2 separate regions of the Ovis aries genome follow, and region 2 is linked to region 1. Evidence: chromatin contacts called from public Hi-C data. All regions are on one chromosome and are shown on one strand. Each heading gives the region's core, a stretch centred on a gene start, on an enhancer-like site or on the middle of the called end of the contact. The rest is flanking DNA. Distances are from core to core; before and after follow the strand shown.

Region 1 (6,678 bases), core at 498-2,997:
GGACCATACTGCCACGTGCAAAGACAGACTTTTCAGTGAACAGATTACACAACGCACAATGATTCAACAATATATGCAAAAAACGTGTATATCGGTAGTCTACCAACATGCGATATTGGCAGAAAAAAGAAAGTCGCTCAGTCGTGTCCGACTCTCCGGCATTGCAGGCGGCTTCTTTACAAAGTGAGCTATCAGGGAAGTGCCATTGGTAGAAAAGCAGGAAGCAAATTCTGAACCCTATAAATTTGTCCTTATTTTTACCCGATGAATTATTCGAATTAACATTAAATTCAGTTAGAAAAAAAGCTAAAACGTTGTCCTCCATGCTCTGCCTCCCACTAGTTTCACGCAACAGCTTCCATAAGCCCCCCAGTTGCTTCAGGTCAGTTCTCCTTATCTTCTGTTGGGATCTCTGACTCATTCCTCTCTTTACAGGACTGTGTTCACCGATACTTAACAATGTGGAATCAACTAACTTGAGGAGAGAGAATCCTTTTCCTAGAAGCTGCTGCTGCTGCTGCTAAGTCGCTTCAGTCGTGTCCGACTCTGTGCAACCCCACAGACGGCAGCCCACCAGGCTCCACCGTCCTGGGATTCTCCAGGCAAGAACACTGAAGTGGGTTGCCATTCCCTTCTCCAATGCAAGAAAGTGAAACGTGAACGTGAAGTCGCTCAGTCGTGTCTGACCCTCAGCGACCCCATGGACTGCAGCCTTCCAGCTCCTCCATCCATGGGATTTTCCAGGCAAGAGTATTGGAGTGGGGTGCCATTGCCTTCTCCTCCTAGAAGCTAGAGACCAGGAATAAAGATACCAAACGAACCTCTACTGTGAGGCACTGCTCTAAGACCTGGAGATTCCAAGACTCTGGCTACTAAAGTCGTAATTTCAGAAACATTCCTAAAACGTTTTATTGAAGAGTCCAAAGCCTCGGATGGCACTCTCAAACTTAACGATATAAAATGTAAGAGTTACAGACGATTGAAATTGTTTCTTTTCTGTCTAACCGACCAAAAAGCCTCACGTGTATTAAGAACTGTCTTACTACACCTTTTAGGCACTACTCCTAGGTAACGTGCAGCGCGCATAATAAGCATTTCTTAGGAAAATACATTAATGAGTAGAAAATGCAGGCTCTATCCTTCAAAGGGGAGCGGGGGGAGGAAGCCCCAAAGTGAAGGAAACAGCTATCCGTATCGCGCATTAGAATAACAGGACAATGGAAATGAGATGATGCCCCCCGGCTGGCGTCTTCAACAGATTTAACTGAAGAAACGGGCGTGGGGGAACAGCACGGTGACGAGAAATCAAACTATGTCGAACGAATAAAAAGCTCAGCGCCCAAACAGGGACTCCTACAGCTCCCCGCGTGCGGCCTCCGCCCAGCGGGAACGCAAGAGGGGAACTCGACCACCATGCGGCTCTGAGGGGGGCCGGGCCCGCCTTGGGCGGGCGCCCCGCCGTCACTCCGCTCCCGCCGCCCCCAGGCCAGCAGAGGCGCGCTCCCTCACCGCCCGGCCCGGCCGCAGCTCTTACTGCCGAAAACAGCCTTCCAGCAGGCAGTCGCCCCCGCCTCGGCCGCCCGGCGCCAAGGGGAGCACGTGAAGGCTGCCTGAAGCCGTCAGACTGCCCAGGGCCGCCTGCTCTCTGTGCAGCTGCGCCCGGGGCCCCAGCCGCCCTCTGGCCTCGGCGGAGACCGGCACTAACAAAACGGGCAGCACCCGCTCCTCCGCAGCCATCCTAGCCCGCCGCCCCTTCCGGGCCGCGTGCCGCGTCCTGCGCCTGCGCACTGCGCCCAGCCCACTCTCCGCCTCTTGATTCCCCGCCGCGTCGTGCGCCTGCGCGGTGCGTCTGACCCGCTCCACCTCGTGACCCCCCCTCCCGTCGCGTCGTGCGCCTGCGCCGTGCGTCTGACCCGCTCCACCTCGTGACCCCGCCTCCCGTCGCGTCGTGCGCCTGCGCGATGCGGCGACCCGCTCCCCGCCTCGTGACCCCCGGCGCCGCCCACGCCTGCGATACCAAGTCTTCGTTTCAGGGCGAGAAAGTTGGGGGTTTTAGTTAGCGGCCGAAGAGGGACCTGGCAACTGTTTCCAATGTCCCGTCACCCTCTGCTCTCTCACCCTTGCTGCCAGCCCCTGCCTCTCTATCCACCTCTTCAGCTCAGTTCAGTCGCTCAGCCGTGTCCGGCTCTGCGACCGCATGAACTGCAGCACAAAAGGCCTTGCTGTCCATCTCCAACTCCCGGAATTTACCCAAAATCGTGTCCATCGAGTCGGTGATGCCATCCAACCATCTCATCCTCTGTCGTCCCCTTCTCCTGCCCTCAATCTTTCCCAGCATCAGGGTCTTTTCAGATGAGTCAGCTCTTTGCATCAGGTGGCCAAAGTATTGGAGTTTCCGCTTCAGCTTCAGTCCTTCCAATGAATATTCAGGACTGATCTCCTTTAGGATGGACTGGTTGGATCTCCTTGGAGTCCAAGGGACTCTCAAGATTGTCTTCTCCACCTCCACAGTTCAAAAGCATCAATTCTTCGTTGCTCACCTTTCTTTATAGTCCAACTCTCACATCCATACATGACTGCTGGGAAAAACATAGCTTTGACTAGTTGGACCTTTCTCAGCAAGGTAATGTCTATGCTTTATAATACGCTGTCTAGGTTAGTCATAACTTTTCTTCCAAGAAGCAAGAGTGTTTTAATTTTATGGCTGCACTCACCATCTGCAGTAATTTTGGAGCCTCCCAAAATAAAGTCTGTCACTGTTTCCACCATTTCCCCATCTGTTTGCCATGAAGTGATGGGGCCAAGAGCCATCTTAGTTTTCTGAAAGTTGAGTTTCAAGCCAACTTTTTCACTCTCCTCTTTCACTTTCATCAAGAGGCTCTTTAGTTCTTCACTTTCTGCCATAAGGGTGGTGTCATCTGCATGTCTGAGGTTATTGATATTTCTCCCAGCAATCTTGATTCCAGCTTGTGCTTCATCCAGCCTAGCTTTTCTCATGATGTACTCTACATATAAGTTAAATAAGCAGGGTAACAATATACATCCTTGATGTACTCCTTTCCTAATTTGGAACCAGTCTGTTGTTCCATGTCCAGTTCTAACTTGCTTCCTGACCTCCATACAAGTTTCTCAAGAGGCAGGTCAGGTGGTCTGGTATTCCCCTCTCAGAATATTCCACAGTTTATTTTGATGCACACAGTCAAAGGCTTTGGCATAGTCGATAAATCAGAAATAGATGTTTTCTGGAACTCTCTTGCTTTTTCTGTGATCCAACGGATGTTGGCAATTTGATCTCTGGTTCCTCTGCCTTTTCTAAAACCAGCTTGAACATCTGGATGTTTACGGGTCACGTACTGTTGAAGCCTGGCTTGGAGAATTTTGAGCATTCCTTTACTAGAGTGTGAGATGAGTGCAATTGTGCGGTAGTTTGAGCATTCTTTGGCATTGCCTTTCTTTGGGATTGAAATGAAAACTGACCTTTTCCAGTCCTGTGGCCACTGCTGAGTTTTCCAAATTTGCTGCCATATTGAGTGCAGTGCTTTCACAACATTATCTTTTAGGATTTGAAATAGCTCAACTGGAATTCCATCGCCTCCACTAGCTTTGTTTGTAGAGATGCTTCCTAAGGCTCACTTGCCTTCGAATTCTAGGATGTCTGGCTCTAGGTTGGTGATCACGCCATGGGTGATGGGTCATGAAGATCTGTTTTTGTATAGTTCTTCTGTGTATTCTTGCCACCTCTTCTTAATATCTTCTGCTTCTGTTAGGTCCATGCCATTTTTGTCCTTTATTGTGCCCATCTTTGCATGAAATGTTCCTTTGGTATTTCTGATTTTCTTAAAGAGATCTCTAGACTTTCCCATTTTATTGTTTTCCTCTTTTTCTTTGCATTGCTCTCTGAGGAAGGCTTTCTTAGCTCTCCTTGCTCTTCTTTGGAATGCTGCATTCAAATGGGTATATCTTTCCTTTTCTCCTTTGCCTTTCACTTCTCTTCTTTTCACAGCTATTTGTAAGGCCTCCTCAGACAACCATTTTGCCTTTTTGCATTTCTTTTCTTTGGGGATGGTCTTGATCGCTGCCTCCTGTACAATGTCATGAACCTCCCTCTGTAGTTCATCAGACACTCTATCAGATCTAATCCCTTGAATCTATTTGTCACTTCCACTGTATAATCATAAGGGATTTGATTTAGGTTATACCTGAATGGTCTAGTGGTTTTCCCTACTTTCTTCAATTTCAGTCTGAATTTGGCAATAAGGAGCCCATGATCTGAACCACAGTCAGCTCCCGGTCTTGTTTTTGCTAACTGTATAGAGCTTCTCCATTTTTGGCTGCAAAGAATATAATCAGCCTGATTTTGGTGTTGACCATCTGGTGATGTCCATGTGTAGAGTCTTCTCTTGTGCTGCTGGAAGAGGGTGTTTGCTGTGACCAGTGAATTATCTTGGCAGAACTATTAGCCTTTGCCCTGCTTCATTCTGTACTCCAAGGCCAAATTTGCCTGTTACCCCAGGTGTTTCTTGACTCCCTACTTTTGCATTCCAGTCCCCTATAATGAAAATGACATCTTTTTTGGGTGTTGATTCTAGAAGGTTTTGTATGTCTTCATAGAGCCATTCAACTTCAGCTTCTTCAGCGTTACTGGTCAGGGCATAGACTTGGATTACTGTGACAGTGAATGGTTTGCCTCTGAAACAAACATTCTGTCATTTTTGAGATTGCATCCAAATACTGCATTTCGGACTCGTTTGTTGACTATGATGGCTACTCCATTTCTTCTAAGTGATTCCTGCCCATAGTGGTAGATATAATGGTCATTTGAGTTAAATTCACCCATTCCAGTCCATTTTAGTTTGCTGATTCCTAGAATGTCGAGGTTCACTCTTGCCATCTCCTGTTTGACCACTTCCAATTTGTCTTGATTCGTGGACCTAACATTCCAGGTTCCAATGCAATATTGCTCTTTACAGCATCGGACTTTACTTCCATCTCTAGTTACATCCACAACTGGGTGGTGTTTTCCTTTGGCTCCATCTCATTTTTTTCTGGAGTTATTTCTCCACTGATCTCCAGTAGCATATTGGGCACCTACCAACCCGGGGGATTCATCTTTAAGTGTCCTATCTTTTTGCCTTTTCATACTGCTTGTGGGGTTTTCAAGTCAGGAATACTGAAGTGGGGGTTGCCATTCCCTTCTCCACTGCTTGCTGGGCTGCTGCTTCTGCTTACAGGCCCTGGGTGGGGCAGGGTGACTGGACCAATCCATCGTAGTGGGGCTGAGTTGGTGCTGATGTCAAATGATACCATCATATTAATAACAGGCTGGGGAGAGGGTGAAGTGGCAGAGCTCCTGTTTCCTACTTCTCTTTCCTTTAAGAACTATGTGACGCTAGATCACAGCAGCAGGGGCAAGAAGAGGTGGGGAGCAGGCATTTTGGAAAAGTCTCCTTAAGGGTACCAGTGCCTTTCTTAACACCTCCTCCACAGTCTGTGGGGTCACACAACTATCGAAGGCCGACTCCTGTTTGTGCTTTGATTCCCATCCTCATCCTGTTGTAGGAATTTGTAAACTCTTTCTCTCCACCGTGCCTACCCTTCCCCCACACCTTTATAGGAGTGCTTTCATGATAACATGCGTGCTTTCATTATTTTATATATATATATATATCACTTTAAAAATAGTCTTTTAACCTACACTGAGTTCTACCTACTGTCAAAATTTCTCTGCTTCCCTTTCAGAAGATTCCAAAATGGGTCTTTCTGTAGTCAACCCCTCTCTCCTTCCCTCAACCTTTCTATTTAGGCCAACATCTCCACCTCAACTGTCCCTTAAGGTCAACGAGCAGAAAAGCCAAAACCAACCATTACTTCTCTCTCTCTTCATTCCACACTCCCCCCTTGAAATACTTTCTTATCCAGCTTTGGTATCCCCCTGGTTTTCTCCCTGTCCTTTCCCACAGATAACACCTCCTCAGTCCCCTAGGCTGGCTTTTCTTCCTATACCATCTTTCCCCTTCTCCTAACTTGTAATATCTCTGTGTGGTGATAGCTACCACTTTGGTGTCTTTATCCCTGACCTTTTCCTTCAACTCCGGACTGCTCTTTACCTACTTGATACATCTACTTGGATTTCTAACAGGACTAATTGGATGTCTGGAACATGGATGATTGCTCCCCACATGCGCTTTCCTGCTTTCCCCACATTATTCTAGGGCACCCCCATCCACTCCGCCAGAGAGGTATCCTGGATTCTTCACCGCTGCCCTTATGCGGCCCATCAGCAATGTCTGTCAACTCTTATTTCCAAAACCTTTCAAACCTCTTCTCTTTCTGTCCCCTCAGCTCTTTAATTCTTGCTCCAACTTTGAAGAGGGGTGGGTGGGGGGGGGGAACAAAACTTCTGAACCTGTTTTCCCTCTGCTTTCTATCCTGCTCCCCTAGCAATCAGCAGTCAAGAATAATCGTCTCAAAACAAAAGTGATCAAATCAAAGTCACTTCCCTGTTCAAAATTCTGACTTCCTAGCACAGTGGAAAATCCAGATTTTTTTAAAAAGGGTTACAGATGTATACCCTGCCTACTGCTCTCATACCTCTTCGCCCCCACCGCTTATCTATACACTTCAGCCACATTTTCCTTCTCTCTTTTCTGCAAGGTAAAGGTGAAGGTGAAGTCGCTC
Region 2 (6,943 bases), core at 4,157-6,656, 98 kb after region 1:
GAGTTTTTGATCTCTGCTTTATGGGAAAAAATGCCTTTGGGTGAAAGTTGGGCAGCCATGGAGGCAGGGCCCTACTGCTGAGACACACGTAGCAGTAGTCACCACAGTCACCATGACTGTAGCCTCTCTCGTCCCATAGTGTTAGCGCCTGCAGCTGACCAATGGAGAAAGACCCCAGCAAGTGTTGCCCTTTGAGCCCCTGCTGCACTGAACAACTGAGAAGGACCCCAATCAGGGCTACCCTCTGAGCAACAGGGAAGAACCTGCCAGGGCGGCCTTCTGAGTGTCAGCTGCCAGTGGCTAGAAAAGAATCCTAATAGTATTATATCGCCTGCTCCAGTAGCCACTGGAAGACAAGAATATACAATGGGGAAAAACAGTCTCTTCCATAAGTGGTGCTGGGAAAGCTGGAGAGCTAGTGCAAAAGAATGAAATCAGAATACTTTCTGACACCAAACACAAAAACTCAAAATGGATTAAAGACCTAAATGTAAGATCAGAAACTATAAAACTCTTAGAAGAAAACATAGGCAGAAGCCTCTGACATAAATTGAAGCAAGATCCTCTATGACCCACCTCCTAGAATAATGGGAATAAAAACCAAAATAAACAAATGGGACCTGAAAAGTGAAAGTGTTAAGTCTCTCTCTTTGCGACCCTATGTAGCCTTCCAGGTTCCTCTGTCCATGGGGTTCTCCAGGCAAGAATACTGGAGTGGGTTGCCATTTCCTTCTCCAGGGGATCTTCCTGATCCAGAGATTGAACCTTGGTCTCCTCCATTGCAGGCAGATTCTTCACCGTCTGAGCCACCAGGGAAATTAAACTTAAAAGATTTTGTACAGCAAAGGAAACCGTAAACAAGATGAAAAGACAATCCTCAGAATGGGAGAAAATAATTGCAAATGAAGCAACCGACAAAGGATTATCTCCAAAATATACAAGCAGCTCATGCAGCTCAATATCAGATAAACAAACAACCCAATCAAAAAATGGGTCAAAGACCTAAAAAGACATTTCTCCAAAGAAGACATACAGATGGCCAATAAACACATGAAAAAATGCTCAGCATCGCTCATTTTCAGATGAAACGAAAAGTGGAAGTGAGAGTCGCTCAGTCGTGTCTGAATCTTTGTGACACCATGGACTATACAGTCCATGGAATTCTCCAGGCCAGAATACTGGAGTGGGTAGCCTTTCCCTTCTCCAGGGGATCTTCCCAACCCAGAGAACCCGGGTCTCCTGTACTGCAGGCAGATTCTTTGCAAATTAAAAACTACAATGAGGTATCACCTCACACGGTCAGAGTGAGCATCATCAAAAAATGCAGAAACAATAAATGGGGGACAGGATATGGAGAAAAGGGAACCCTCTTGCACCGTTGGTGGCACTGTTAATTGATATAACCATATGCAGAACGGTACAGAGATTTCTTTAAAAACTAGGAATAGAACTACCATATGACCCAGCAATCCCACTACTGGGCATATACCCTGGGAAAACCATAATTCAAAAAGACACATGTACCCCAATGTTCACTGCAGCACTATTTACAATAGCTAGGACATGGAAGCAACCTGGATGTCCATTGACAAGTGAATGGATAAAGCAGATGTGGTACATATATAAAGTGGAATATTATTCAGTCATAAAAAGGAACGAATTTGAATCAATTCTAGGGAGGTAGATGAACCTAGAGCCTGTTATAGAGTGAAGCAAGTCAGAAAGAGAAAAACAAATACCGTATATTAATGCATGTATATGGAATCTAGAAAAATGGTACCGATGAACCTATCTGCAGGACAGGAATAAAGATGCAGACATAGAGAACAGACTTATGAACACAGCCAGGGAAGGAGAGGGACCTAACTGAGAGAGCAGCATTGAAAATATACATGACCATATGAAAACCAGCTAGCTAGTGGGGAGCTGCTGTATAACACAGGGAGCTCAACCCTGTGCTCTGTGCCAGCCTAGAGGAGCGGGGTGGAGTAGGGTGGCGGGTAGGAGGGAGGCTCAGGAGGGAAGGGACATATATATACTTATGGCTGATTCATGTTCTTGTGTGGTAGAAACCAACACAACACTGCAAAGCAGTTATCCTCCAGTGTAAAATAAATGTTTTTTGATTGTATGATAGACCTATGTTGTTAAAAAGATGAATAAGATCATATCCAAGATGGTAAAGAATCCACGTGCAATGCAGGAGACCCCGGCTTGATTCCTGGGTCAGGAAGATCTGCTGGAGAAATGGATAGTGACCCACTCCCATATTCTTGGGCTTCCCTGGTGGCTCAGCTGGTAAAGAATCTGCCTGAAATGCAGGAGACCTGGGTTTGATCCCTGGGTTGGGAAGATACCCTGGAGAAGGGAAAGGCAACCCACTCCAGTATTCTGGCCTGGAGAATTCTGGGTCGCAAAGAGTGGGACACGAGTGAGCGACTTTCACTTTCACGAAGCTCACAACTAGGGGGGGGGGAAGAGAATGTAGTGAAGGGCTTCCCTGCTGGTCCAGTAGTTAAGAATCTGCCCTGCAATGCAAGGGACATTCATTAGGTCCCTGCTCTGAGAAGATTCCACGTGCCAAGCGGCAACTAAGCCGGTGCTCCACAATGCTGAAGCTGTGCCCTGGAGCCCAAGAACCGCAACTCCTGAGCCCACGTGCCACAGTGACTGAAGCCCACGCGCCTAGAGTCCCTGCTCGCAACAGGAGAAGCCGCCATAATGAGAAGCCTGAGCACCGCGATGGAGACTGGCCCCTGCTCGCCACAGCTAGAGAAAACCATGCAGCCACGCAGACACAGCAGAGGCAGTAAATAAGTTATGTATTTAAGAAATAAGTAATGATGCAGTGAAATAAAATCCATGACGGAAGTTTCTGTTAGGTGCTGCTGGGCATAAAAGAGGAAATAACTGACTTCTCAGTGGCTTCCCTGGAGTTGGAAAATGGAACTTCCAATTTATTTTAAGTTCCACTGGAGTTCTTGAAGGTTAATACTTCTTGTTAAGATTAATACCTCTTATAGATACTTATATCTCTTGTTATATTTCAAGACAAAGTTAATTTGAAGGGGCGTTCGTTTTGTAAACTGTTTTCTGTTATCAATGTTGGTGCGATAACAATAACGATAGCTATGACTATTTATTGGGTGCTTACTATATGCCAGATACTGCTCAGTACTTTACATAAATTATCTCATTTAATCCTTGAAACAATCCTCTGAGGTTTGTATTACCATCTCTCTTTTATTTTTTATTTATTTTAAAATTTTTTGGCCTTGCCACATGGCTTGCAGGATCTTAGGGATCCTTGCAGGATCTTGCAGGGATGGCACTTGTCTGGTCTGCAGCAGAAGGGCAGAGTCCCAACCACTGGACCACCGGGGAGCTCCCTATCATCTCCATTTTACTTATGATAAAATTAAGGCTTGGAAAAGAAAAGCAACTTTGGCTTATGACTACATTTTCATTTTTTACTACCCCCGATTACCAATTATATGGTAAAACCTGGTATGTAGTTTTTTTTTTTTTTTATTAGTGTATAATTGCTTTACAATGCTGTGTTAGTTTCTGCTGCAGGACAACATGAATCAGCCATATGTATACCTATATTCCCTCCCTGTGGGACCTCCCTCCCGCCCCACTCCCCCCATCCCATCCTTCTAGGTCATCACAGAGCTGGTATGTAGTTTATTAAACACCACTGTCTACTGCCCCCTTGTTCAAAACTTTTATTTTTGAATAATGAAATAAAATCTCAAAATGCCTTTTTGTGAGATTTTGGACCTCTATGCTAAATAGGTTTTGAAATAACAAACTTCAGAGGTGGAAGGGAAGCCTCAGGAGTTCATATTTTACAGATGGAAGAACTGATTCCAGAGGAGTTAGACATCTTAGCCAAGGTTACTCATCGTTCTGGAGGGTGGAGGGAGACAAGGCTTATCTCTCCTAACCCACTATTCTCGCCCCAGGGTCAAAGACTCAAGAATGTGCTGACTTCAATGTTTAGTACAATCATCTTTACTAAACATTGTTAAACACTGTAACCAACAACAAAACATTCAAGATGAAACAAACGTATTTTTTTACTTTGGGGAACATGATTTCTAGGTGATCATCAGCATTTCATAGCCATTTATTTGGCAAAGAACTTGATCCAATGAATGCTGTGTACCATCAAGGTAAGCATGACACAGCATAACCCAGCAGCTGTTCATAACTTAGGGAGGGGGCAGACGTGCAGTCAAACAGTTAAAATAATTAGGTACAAACATGTTCAAAGGTCTATTGCGCTATACAAATGTGTGAAGCAGTGCTTCTCAGCTGGAGGATGGGTCACACTCCCATATCCCCAGCAGACATTTGGCAATGTTAGGAGATAATTTTGATTCTCACAACTTTGGGGGTGGGGGTGATACTGGCATCTAGTGAGCAGAGGCCAGAGATGTGGCTAAACACCCTCAAATTCATAGGTCAGCTCCCCAACAACAAAGACTTAGGCAGCCCAAACTGTCAGCAGGGCTGAGGCTGAGGTGGTGTACAGGCAGCAAAGTATTTTCTACAAGGGACTGGCTATGGAAGAGTTTACTAAAGAGGTCAAGATTGGGGTGAGGGAGGGTGGGCCCCCAGAGGAAGAATCAGCATGTGCGCAGCCACAGAAGCAGCAGATGCAGGCAATCGCACACACCGGTGGGAGGGTCACGGGCGCAAGGCTGGACACCTAGGTAGGAGCTGACACAGGAGAAAACAGACGGAGCCGGAGGAGCCACTGTGAGAACCGGGTCCTGTTCTGTGCTTAACAGGCCACTCAGGAGCACAGGCCAGGGGCCGGCCGCTGCCAGCGGAGACTGTCGAAGTGCCTAAAATGAGACTTCTCTCATCTTGCGTCCTTACGGTCTGGGGTTCTCCAGGCATGTTACTTTCTCAGAGACACAATGCATAGGCTGTTTCAATGGAATATAAGCTCTCAGGTGGAACAGCTCTCTACTAACGCCACCCAGCTGGGTCTCAACGCTGTGATGATATCAGGAGCAGGGATGAAGTGGTTATTCCTCATGCATTAGTCTTACAGGCAAATGACGACGTTCCACTTTCAGGTAGCAATGTAGGCCAGAAATGGGGATATGTGACCCTTACGATTAGACTGCCACTTTGAATTTAAATGAGTTGTTTTCCATTCCTTGCCAAAAAACGGTGGGCAGGGAGGCTGTTCCAATCAGGGTTTCTCTTTCTCTTAAGCTAACGATGACCAAAGCAACTGACAAACTGTCACGGAATCTGCCAGACCTCACACTGGCCTTCCTGTCTCCCCAGCTCCTGAACTTCCCCTCCTTCTCTCATGCTCTGGGCCCATTCTCAGCAAACTAACAAGTCTCTGACTCCTGATCTGCAGCCATCCTGGAGGCCTGTTGAGCTCTGGTCCAAGTGTCTATCTCTGCCCCCTGGTGGCTTGATGATAGAGCTTCATGGAGGTGAGCAACCTTTCTCTAAGTTAGCTGGTTTCCTGAGTATAATGTGGAAAACTGGATCACAGAAGAGGGCATGGATTTTACAGCATGAAAGAAAATTCAGGGAAAGAGTTAACTTGTGGCAGTTTATAGCTTTATATTCTTTCTAGGCCCTGAATAATTGAGAATTTAGAGAAGAGAGTATGGTAGGAAGTATTGAAATCCATCACAAACTTTTGAGAAAAATTAACTATACAAAAATATACTTTCCTTCTTAATGTAATCATGTTATTATAATTTTATATTAAAAAATTTAATTTGTTCATTATACTATCACACTTGGTATTTAACACTTAAAGTTGAATTGATTAAACATGTTAAATTGAATTCCTTCAAGATCTCTTCAGAGTTAGTGTTTTCTTGATTGTCATATAGATATAAGATGTTTATTTACTAGGACTACAGGAAAGTAAAAAAAACTCACTAAGATTCATCAACAAGAAACTATGACATGAATTATCATTTCCATTAGTTATCACTTCTTATATAGTTTAAATTAGATGTATATTAATCATTAAGATCAGGTTCTAATTTCCCCTATCACAGGACCTTTAGATTTGCTCTTACCCTTCTCTGTCCTTAGCTGTTGAAACAAAAAAGGTGTAACTATTTTGTTTATAATCTCTAGAGAAAAAAGTTTCCATTATTCCCTATTCCTCAGTTCAGTTCAGTTCAGTTCAGTTCAGTCGCGCCGTCATGTCCGACTCTTTGCGACCCCATGAATCGCAGCACGCCAGGCCTCCCTGTTCATCACCATCTCCCGGAGTTCACTCAGACTCACGTCCATTGAGTCAGTGATGCCATCCAGCCATCTCATTCTCTGTCGTCCCCTTCTCCTCCTGCCCCCAATCCCTCCCAGCATCAGTCTTTTCCAATGAGTCAACTCTTCTCATGAGGTGGCCCAAGTACTGGAGCTTCAGCTTCAGCATCATTCCCTCCAAAGCAATCCCAGGGCTGGTCCCCTATTCCTACTACGTTCTTGTTCCTTTACAGTGAGGTCAGTAAAAATAGATGCTTTTTTCTAATAATAAACAAAAATTGTGTAATTGTGAACCTCCCCTTATTTCAAAATTTCAAGCAGAAGCTAGAAAGGAGTGAATTAAATGACTTAAGATCTCGTTCAATTCTGAGCTCTGATAAGTTAAAAAAATTCATAATTCTCCCCTCTTATGTGAAAATGGAGGGATTTGTGAAGCATATGTCTCGCTAGTATGGTAACTCTGCCATGTGATTTGTCCTGTACAGATGAATTGTATTTCTCTGTTCTTTTGGTTAATTCTTCGAAAACCTGCCCATCAAAGTTTTCTTTGAGGTAATAAAAACTGAGAAAAAAATGCTCTTAAATAATGCAACAAAGGTCCTTACCAAACAGCAAATTCCCTTAAATATTTTATTAATCATGATTTCAAAAATCACAATTTAAAAATCAGGAAAAAAAA

What was found. A called contact is a pair of places that touch in the nucleus more often than the background predicts.
Region 2: a contact with region 1 is called in a Hi-C map of blood, with 6 times the contacts expected there. The contact joins the enhancer-like site here to the promoter of SPG11 in region 1. A contact is called at or near these places in 4 of 16 Hi-C or Micro-C datasets (blood, liver and tail adipose tissue).

The regions. Positions count from the first base shown.
Region 1 is chr7:101,042,386-101,049,063 of ARS-UI_Ramb_v3.0, forward strand. SPG11 (SPG11 vesicle trafficking associated, spatacsin) reads right to left here and starts at 1,748. Exons shown (of 40, transcript XM_042252881.1): 1 at 1,535-1,748. The coding sequence starts at 1,737.
Region 2 is chr7:101,136,330-101,143,272 of ARS-UI_Ramb_v3.0, forward strand. No RefSeq gene overlaps it. Among named protein-coding and RNA genes, the nearest start is that of B2M, 26 kb to the left of the region's middle. Within about 2 kb of position 5,407, at least 3 of the 54 cell types and tissues checked have an H3K27ac peak or open chromatin away from gene starts, as enhancers often do. A contact at or near this core is called in liver, where this site is marked.